2 separate regions of the Hordeum vulgare genome follow, and region 2 is linked to region 1. The links are chromatin contacts, called in public Hi-C maps. All regions are on one chromosome and are shown on one strand. Each heading gives the region's core, a stretch centred on a gene start, on an enhancer-like site or on the middle of the called end of the contact. The rest is flanking DNA. Distances are from core to core; before and after follow the strand shown.

Region 1 (4,511 bases), core at 1,244-3,743:
AGCGGTGAGGACATGAACAGGAGAATCAAGCGATCAAAGAGAGGACAGAGTGGAAGAATTAGAAATCATATGAAAGGAACCTCCAGAGTCCAGAACCCATGGGGATGTACCTGACTGTGTAGAAGGTGGTTGCTCAGTACGGGAAGCCTCAGTACAGAACCAGCAGTACCCGTCGAGGAAGAACCTGAAGCAGCGAGCAGACGCTTAAATCTTAGAATATCCTGCTCAGTCAAAGCGATGGCTGAAGCTGTCGAGGTAGATGATGAAGTCGATGTAGATGATGAGCGCGCCTTGCGCAAGTGTTTCTTCTTCGTGTAGCAGTGGGACTCAATATTACCATCATTGTTGCAGTAGCCACAATGTGAACGGGGGCGTCCTGAGCCGCCAGAAGGAGTGGGCAAGAGCAGCGGAGCACTCGAGCGAGAGGGGGTCGGTGCAGCAGGTGGCGTAGAAAAAGTCCGAGCAGCGAGCACCGAGGGAACCTCCAGCAAACCAGCACCACGTAAGCGAGTCTCCTCAGCACGAATCTCAAAAAGCGCCTCCACGAGAGAAATACGGCCACGAGCAAACAACTGAGCACGCCGAGGCTCAAACTCCTTACGGAGCCTAGACAGGAACTCGTAGACGCGATGAAACTCCAAATCGGCTTGGACAGCCTGGCAACAGGAGCAACTACGACAACCAGCACTGCGGAGAGAATCAAGCTGGCGCCAGATAGCAGAACTCTGTGCATAGAAGTCATCAATAGTAGAGTCACCCTGCTGAAGAACATGCTCCTGACGAACTACAGAGAGATATAAGGCATCACCAGAGGGCTCATAGCACTGACGAAGGTGAGTCCACATCTCAAAGACAGTAGGAAGGCCCAGAAACTCAGAGGCAAACTGAGGCAGAACACTGGCAGTGAGAACAGCTGCAGCACGGGCATCATCATCAAGCCACTGGGTGTAAACAGACAGAGCACCATGATACACCTGAAGAGCCTCCTCATAGATCAAAACCTTCTCATCATAAGCACGAATAGCAGCCTCATCAGCAACCTTAGCCGCATCCTTCGTAGCCTGAGGAGCATCCGCAGGAAGAACCGGTGGAGTCGGAGGAGTGGGAGCCACAGGAGGAACCGGACATGGCAGACAACAGATCTCGCCAGAGAGAACTCCCCAGAGAGGGATGCCACGCATGTGAATGCGCATGAAGCCAGTGAACTCGGTGTAGTTAGTTCCATCGAAGATCACCGAACAGCGAGGGACACCAACATAGCCAGATGCAGTAGACATGTTTTTATTTTTAATTTATTTTATTTTTCTGGAAAGGAAGTCAGTCAACGGATCGGGAACCGCGTCGACTGGAACCGTGAGAGCCGATCTGCAAACCGCGTCGGCAGGAACTGCTAGAGCCGATCCTGGAACTGCTAGAGTCTGGGCGGCGTTCCTCGTGGGAGTGCGTCCCGCGGCGAACCTGGAACTGCTAAGCGGGAGTGCGTCCCGCGGATTCTGGCGGCGCTCCCGCGGATCCTGGCGCGCGCGTGAAGCGGATCGGGGTGCAGCGAGCGGTTCCGGGCGGCGCCTGGCGATTGGCGCCTGATCCAGCAGTCGAGGTGGCGTTCCCGTGGGTGGTTGGAGATCCGCGGCAGCAGCCCGATTCGGCAGCAGCCCGATCCGCGGTAGCAGGCTAATCCAGCAGCACGTTCCGCGCCTGATCCGGCGAGAGGGTTGTTTAGCGGCGGGATCGGGCCTGAAAGAAGGAGCGGCAGCAACAGAATTCCTCCTGGGACGATGACAGCTCTGCAGATCGGGTCAAGGGAACCGAGATGTGTTCCAGCGGGACCAGACAAGAGCACGAGACGCCTCGCCAAGGGAGCAACGACGGCTGTGGGTTGGGATCGAGAGGAGCATTCGTTGCGCGTGCTAAAAAAAACCTAAGCTCTAATACCATGTTAGGAAAGCAACTTGTATTATCATGAGGCCATAGGCCAGTATATATACATGTACATGTGGTGGACTATATGCAAGAAACCCCTTATATATTGGGATAAATACAAAAAGGTACATGACTTATATTATAACTCTAACATTATTTATATAAGAGGACATGCAAAAAAGCTTTTGATATTGCAATGAACCTGGTTCAAAGAAGATAAGCAATTTTGGATTATTTGACTGAACCGGGCATGCAAGAATAATATCTTAATCTCTAATTAGAACACATGCATACCCTAGCAGCGGTTGTGTTGGGGAGGAGCTGCAGCTGCTTGTCCATGGAGCAGCCGGAAACCCTAGTACGGCGCGCGAGCGGTGGTGGCGGGGAAGACCGAATCCATATGGTGGAAGTGGTAAATCAGCCCGTGGTCGTGGCCGTGCTAGGCGGCGGCCGGAGTGGCGGACCGCGACGGAATCTGACGCCGGCTGTGCGAGAGAAAGGGGATGGGAGGCGGCGGGGGAGAGGCTGAGAGCTGCGACCGGGAGACGCAGAGAGCGACGGGTTTCAACTTTCAATATACGAAACAATATCAATATATTATATTAACCACTGAAGGAGTACATGTGACGAGGACGGTGCGGTAGCCCAGTGGTTGGGTTCACGTTGGTGTGCCCAGCTTCCAGAGTTCGACTCCTGTGTTGGGTTATCTGGGATTCTCACTAAGTAGGTGCTCGGGGATATGCCAGCTAGTCTTGTCAAAAATATTTGTTTCCTCACCTGTTTTGCAAAATTTCACCGATTTTTTTTCTCACCACTTCTACAAATTTCATGGCTAAGGAGACATATCTATCATTTATTCGTCATCATTGCGGGGCAAAAAAATTTGCTCACATATTTTGAAAGGCATCAACAAAAAGAAATAGATTACCACCTAATCATCATTGTGGACAAAAAGAAAACAAATTGTCATCTAATCATCGTTGCGAAAAAAAATAGATTGTCACCTATTCATCGTTGCGGGTCAAAAAAACAGACTGTCACCTAATCAACGTAGCATGAACCAAAAGGAAAATTTTGTCACCTATTCTGCAAATATATGGACTAACAAGACGCATTTATCATCCGTTCCATCATTGAGGGGGCAAAAACATTTTGCCACATATTCTAAAAGGCATCGAGAGAAAAATAGATTGTCACCTAATCATCGTTGCCCAACCAAAAGGGAAAAATTGTCACTATCTTGCAAATGTCTGGCTAACGAGGCGCATTTATCATCAGTTCACCACCATCATTGAGGGCAAAAACATTTTGCCACATATTCTAAAAGGCATCAAGAAAAAAAATAGTCATATATACCTACTAATAAAAGAAATAGGTATTCTTAGTCCGTTATATTTTTTTTGTAGAGACCTCCCTCAAGTTTTCTGGTATCAACTCGCAGTACATATTAATTGATTCTTTGAAAATTCATATCTTTTTAACGCTCACTCTAAATTTAACATGTTATATATGAAATTTGATTAGAACAATATGTAGAATCTGAATATGATATTATTTTACGTGTTAACCATTTAAAAAATGCTATTTACGATAAAACCTTAATCGATAGCGCATGATAAGTCTTTCCTTCATATCGGTGTCGATTCGAATTGAAAATGAACACTTTGGCAAAACTAGGATGGAGAACAAAAACAATATATATAATCACGCATGCACGTCTCGTCGAAACCTCACAGGCTAATAAATTTATCATTTTATGTCGAGAGGGAGACATCTTAAGATTGACAACATTCAAACATGTTGTGATGGTGCGAACACTAAGGCCAGCGTCGACGGGCGTGGGAAGAAGGGTAAATAGAAATACAGATGGGATGTCATGTGTTGAAATAAAGGACATGGGCCTATGGTCTCAAGACTGTTAGATTAGTGTGTGTTTTTCTTACCCGTTGCAACGCACGGGCTCTTTTGCTAGTCTATTATAAAAGGCATCAATAAGAAAAATCTCCCCAAAGAGTAGGCGTCCCAATCAAACATAAAAAAGATGGGCTTGGCTACATAAATGACAACTAGAGATTTATTTTAGCCTAAAGCGAGGTCACCCAAACAACATCCCATCATTAAAAAACGCTAAAAAGAATGGATGTTGGGGTTGTTTCTTATTTATTTCCTCAAACGTTCTTGCTTGATCACAAAAACAAAGCTTAATTGGTTTCAAATGATGCAAAGGTCGGCTGAAGAACTTTTTTCTTTATACCAAGAGAAATTTATAAATCTATTATGTGGCGCGGGGTTTGGAATTTGCCACGAAGCATCAGGCACATGTTTTCCTTCTAGTTATATTGAATTGCTAGTATATTTGTTAGCTCTAACTTGCTAAGATAAAAAGGTGTACGGGAGTTATGTCATGAAATAATTGGCTAGTAGCGCAACATCATCAATGTGTGTGCTCGGTGGATAGTAGTGCTGATAAAATTTAGTGAGAGATGTCGCTTCAATTTTCATTGCCAATGTGCTTCTCTGCCGCTCATTCATGTTGATGTGTTGGTACATGTTAAAAAGGAACATGGATATGAGTGGCTAGCTTGATGTGA
Region 2 (3,996 bases), core at 497-2,996, 280 kb before region 1:
GTGTACATTCCCTACATACCTAGTTGTCACAACATCGCGAATCAAATCAGATTCCAGGAAACAATCGATAAAAAATCAAGATCGATAGCATAGAACCATATTTAATAATGGTTTAATAATAACTAAAGAATGAAATAAATTAGCAACAGATTCGACGGTAAATTATGCATGATCTAAATTTTACCATGGGTTGTTATGCTATCCGTTTGAAAAATTCATCTTGGAATTCCACATTGATTTTAAAATTAAACCACAGTTGCATGACTAAAAGAGGAGAAGGACTAAGCTAAAAATCATATGGAGGTGAAAACACAAAAGAACACCGAAAGCACTCACACACTGCGACATGTGGATGGATCAAACCCAGGTGGGAGATTGCCATTTGAAACAGGCTCCATCTGCAAAATGTAAAAATAAAAAAAATAAAAAGAAGATACATGCTGGTGCCGAAACTTGTTGAGGAGCAAAGAGAAATAAATAACATATAAAAGATAATGAAATTAAACTCGATGCAATAGGAACAAAAAACGAGTTCTCCAAAGTCATGTTTATGCCATTATAATAATGACTCAAGTGCTGTGTTACATCCAAGCATCTCTCTCTCTCTCCCTCTCACCCTATGTTTCAACTGTCTGCTAGAGCTATGCGTATGCAGCATTGATCTCACATCGATTTAACAACCCGTGAGCAACAATCAATGTATCATGAATAGGCCAATATAATTGGCAAGCTTTATACAGATGGTGACAGCAGTAGCCCTTGCTCTTAAGAGTATAGAGACACAGAAAGCAATTTTAATTTAAAACTCGGTATTCATTGTGTCACAAAGAATCCTCACTCAAACGCAGACTACAATCTTCAAGGTCCATACCAAGATCGACATGCAATACAGCTATCACACGTGCATACAAATAACAGATGCGAAGCATAGCCTGAACAGATAACGAGGCAAGGAGCATATGAAAACAAAAACAAGGAAATGTAACCGAAAGCCTTGAAAACTTCTATTGTCCAATTACATCGCATCTACCCAACCAATGTGCTTCGAATACCAACAGCAATGGAGCAATGTTCCAACCAACCGGAGGACAACAAGACATGCGCCACCATGCAAATGCAACTCAGATGGCAATAGCAGCTGCTCCATTCCACGGAAGAAACTCAGCCATCAAGCCAAAAAGTCGCTAACGAACAACACACACCTACCCCCAACAACTGGAGAAGAAATGGGGGAACGCACCAAGCAAACAACAATATTCCGCGCTGACGGACAGATCGGCGTGCATTGCTGCGTCTGAATGCACGAGCAAACAAATAGATCAGGAACCGAGGAAATAGAGGGCGACCTGAGTCATGGCCGCGGCGGCCGCGGCGGCGAGGACACCGGACTGATACTGCTGCTGCTGCAGCGCCTGCTGCATCAGGAGGGCCTGCTGCTGTTGCTGCTGCTGCTGCCGGAGCCTCTGCTGCTGCTGCTGTTGCTGCTGGCTCGCGCCGGCGCCATTCATCTCCTCCGACTCCGACCGGATCGAGACACCGGGGGACCGAGGGCCCGCGCGAACCGATCGACGGATCGGCGGATTGGATCCAACAGATCAATAGATTTGGCGGCGAATTTCTCGTGGCGGATCGAGCAGGGGAACGGAGGAAGAGGAGGTGAGATTTTTCCTCGTATTTTCTCTCTCTCGCTCTCGCTCTCTCTCCTCTTTTTTCTCCCTCTGTTTTCCTCCTCGTCGGACTCCAATGGAGATTAGGGAGGGTGGAGGGGCAGTATGGGGATTTTCACCTATCCAGGGGAGATGACGTGGACTTTTGTGTGTGGCTCCCCAATCCCATGGCTCAGTGACAGGTGGACCCGGTGATCCTGCCTCCCAACTGCCTGCTAGGATTTGGGTCGCTTTTTCAAATATAAACACGGATATGATCATATGATAATGGTTCTTGTGCCTGTTTTGCCCAAATATCATGCATAATCTGTGCTCCCACATCAGGAGCTGTTTTACGGTGATTGGGTTAACATTCGGCCCTGTTTGAAACCATAATAGATTATAATAATCTGGATTATGAAGATATATTATATAATCTGGTTTATAAAAATAATCTAGGTGGACATGTTTGGAGGTTAGATTATATAAACTGTAATCCAGGTTTTACATTGCATAATGACATGTCTGTTCTTTGTTTTTTTTTTAAAGAGGAGGGTGGCGGTGGTAGAAATTTAATTGTCTCCAACTTTATAAGGGTAATGGGTCATTAGCAATCCATAATCTGATTTTAGCTGTTATAGAGTAGATTATGAGTTTTTAATAATTTATCCATCCAGTTTTTATAATCTACACCATAATTTGTCCTGTTTGGGGACAGAATAGATTATAAAAACTGGATTATATAATCTGGGTGGTTCCAAAGAGGGCCTTACTTCTCTGATTTTTATTAGCCGTCCGATCTTGTGGAAAATTAAAATTAATTAAATTCAATATGTTAATTTTGGGAAGGGCATAATGGTTCAGGAGGAAATATCTTTTCTTGAACCGATCACCTCAGGACCAGATCCACGTCTACTTGATCCAGTTCAAGGTCTTCGTTTGATCTATTCCTCGTCGTCGTGCTCGTGACCTTCACCGTCCCCGACATGCCCCGTGAGAGGAATAAATTCATCGTCCTCGTCCTCCACCCCACCAACCCCAACCACCACCCCTCCCCCCACCCCATACTGTCACTGTCCTCGACGTGCCCCGTGAGGAGAAAAAGAAGAAGGCTGCATCTGCGTCGGTTGAACCGACGGTGATGGCGACACGTGATCCCGTCTCTTCCCGCCTACCATCCTTAAGATATGAATCCGGCTTGGATCCGTAGGATCGTTTTGCTCGTTCTCTTGGCCCTTGCACCCATCCACCGTGCATGCACTAGCACATCAACCCTACATGATTATGTAATTTAGCAGTATTTGCCATGCGAAATATGCACTCACAAGAACAACGAATGGAAAGCTTCGTCGTGGCATAGTTTTCCTTGAGCTAATCGCATCATGTGTGTTTAACTAACATGATGAGGCCATTGCTTACTCCCTTTAGAATCAAAAAAAGTGATTTACTTGACGTTTGAGATGAAAGCTTCATCATGATGTTGGAGGTTTGCTTGCATATGGAAAGAAGACGAGATACTGGTTCGTCCTTCCTACTTAGTTTAGTTTTTATTCTAGCCTTTATCACTTTAGGTTTCCATAGTGAATGCAATATAGTTTATTCTAGTCATCATCCATGCTAGGATAGTACTTCTTGGACGTTGATGATCGGTTGCCCTCACACGTCAAACGAGCAAAGTCTTTTCCATGCACTTGTTTTTTTTCTATGAGCTATTTTACACCTGCAACATTGATAAACACCAAGTGTTAATTTTGTATGTTATATGCAGGAAGACACGACGGATGTAAGTGATGAGTGTATGACGGGGGGATAACCCCAGGGTAGGCTCAACAAGCATACTCCTTCACCTTCGGGCAAGGCATGGGACAAATGTTTTCTCGCACGCCTGCTCCTCTTGGTCGGATGCGGGACCCGTGCCGGCTCGGGTTCCTCCCAGCCGAATGCGCAACTCGCGCCGGCTAGAACTCGATGAATCGCCACCCGGCTCGATAGCCACCCACTGGCCGGGTGGTGATCACCCGTCGCATCAACTCGACTGATGCGACCGGTACCCATGACTAAGGACGGGATGGCATTAGCATTGGTATGGCGGAGTGGCGAGCTCGTGGCTACAATATCGGCGACCGTACTGCTGACCCGCATAGTGTCGGCATGCCTCCACCCACTCCATTACCTGCCCTAGCGTGGCTACAGTGGGCCCGGCCGTACCGCTGACCACGCCGGGTCCCGCGCCGACGACGACCATAGTGCGGCATGCGCCGTGCCAGATGGACACGCTCCAATCCCGTCGGCCAGCCGGCGGGCCTCAGCACCCGACGGGACCCTGCAGCTGGCGGACCCCGTAGGCGAC

Evidence for each region. Hi-C and Micro-C count contacts between places; a contact is called where the count stands out from the background.
Region 2: a Hi-C map of leaf shows a contact between it and region 1, with 6 times the contacts expected there. The contact joins the promoter of LOC123411622 here to the promoter of LOC123412186 in region 1. A contact is called at or near these places in 4 of 6 Hi-C or Micro-C datasets (leaf and seedling) and 1 of 1 datasets of contacts at active chromatin or transcription factors (embryo).

Annotation. Positions count from the first base shown.
Region 1 is chr7H:187,404,317-187,408,827 of MorexV3_pseudomolecules_assembly, reverse strand. LOC123412186 reads right to left here and starts at 2,493. Exons shown (of 4, transcript XR_006613437.1): 1 at 2,215-2,493.
Region 2 is chr7H:187,687,720-187,691,715 of MorexV3_pseudomolecules_assembly, reverse strand. It overlaps LOC123411622 (RNA-binding protein 208), which reads right to left and starts at 1,746. Exons shown (of 12, transcript XM_045104587.1): 1 at 1,347-1,746; 2 at 337-398; 3 at 1-19. The coding sequence starts at 1,508.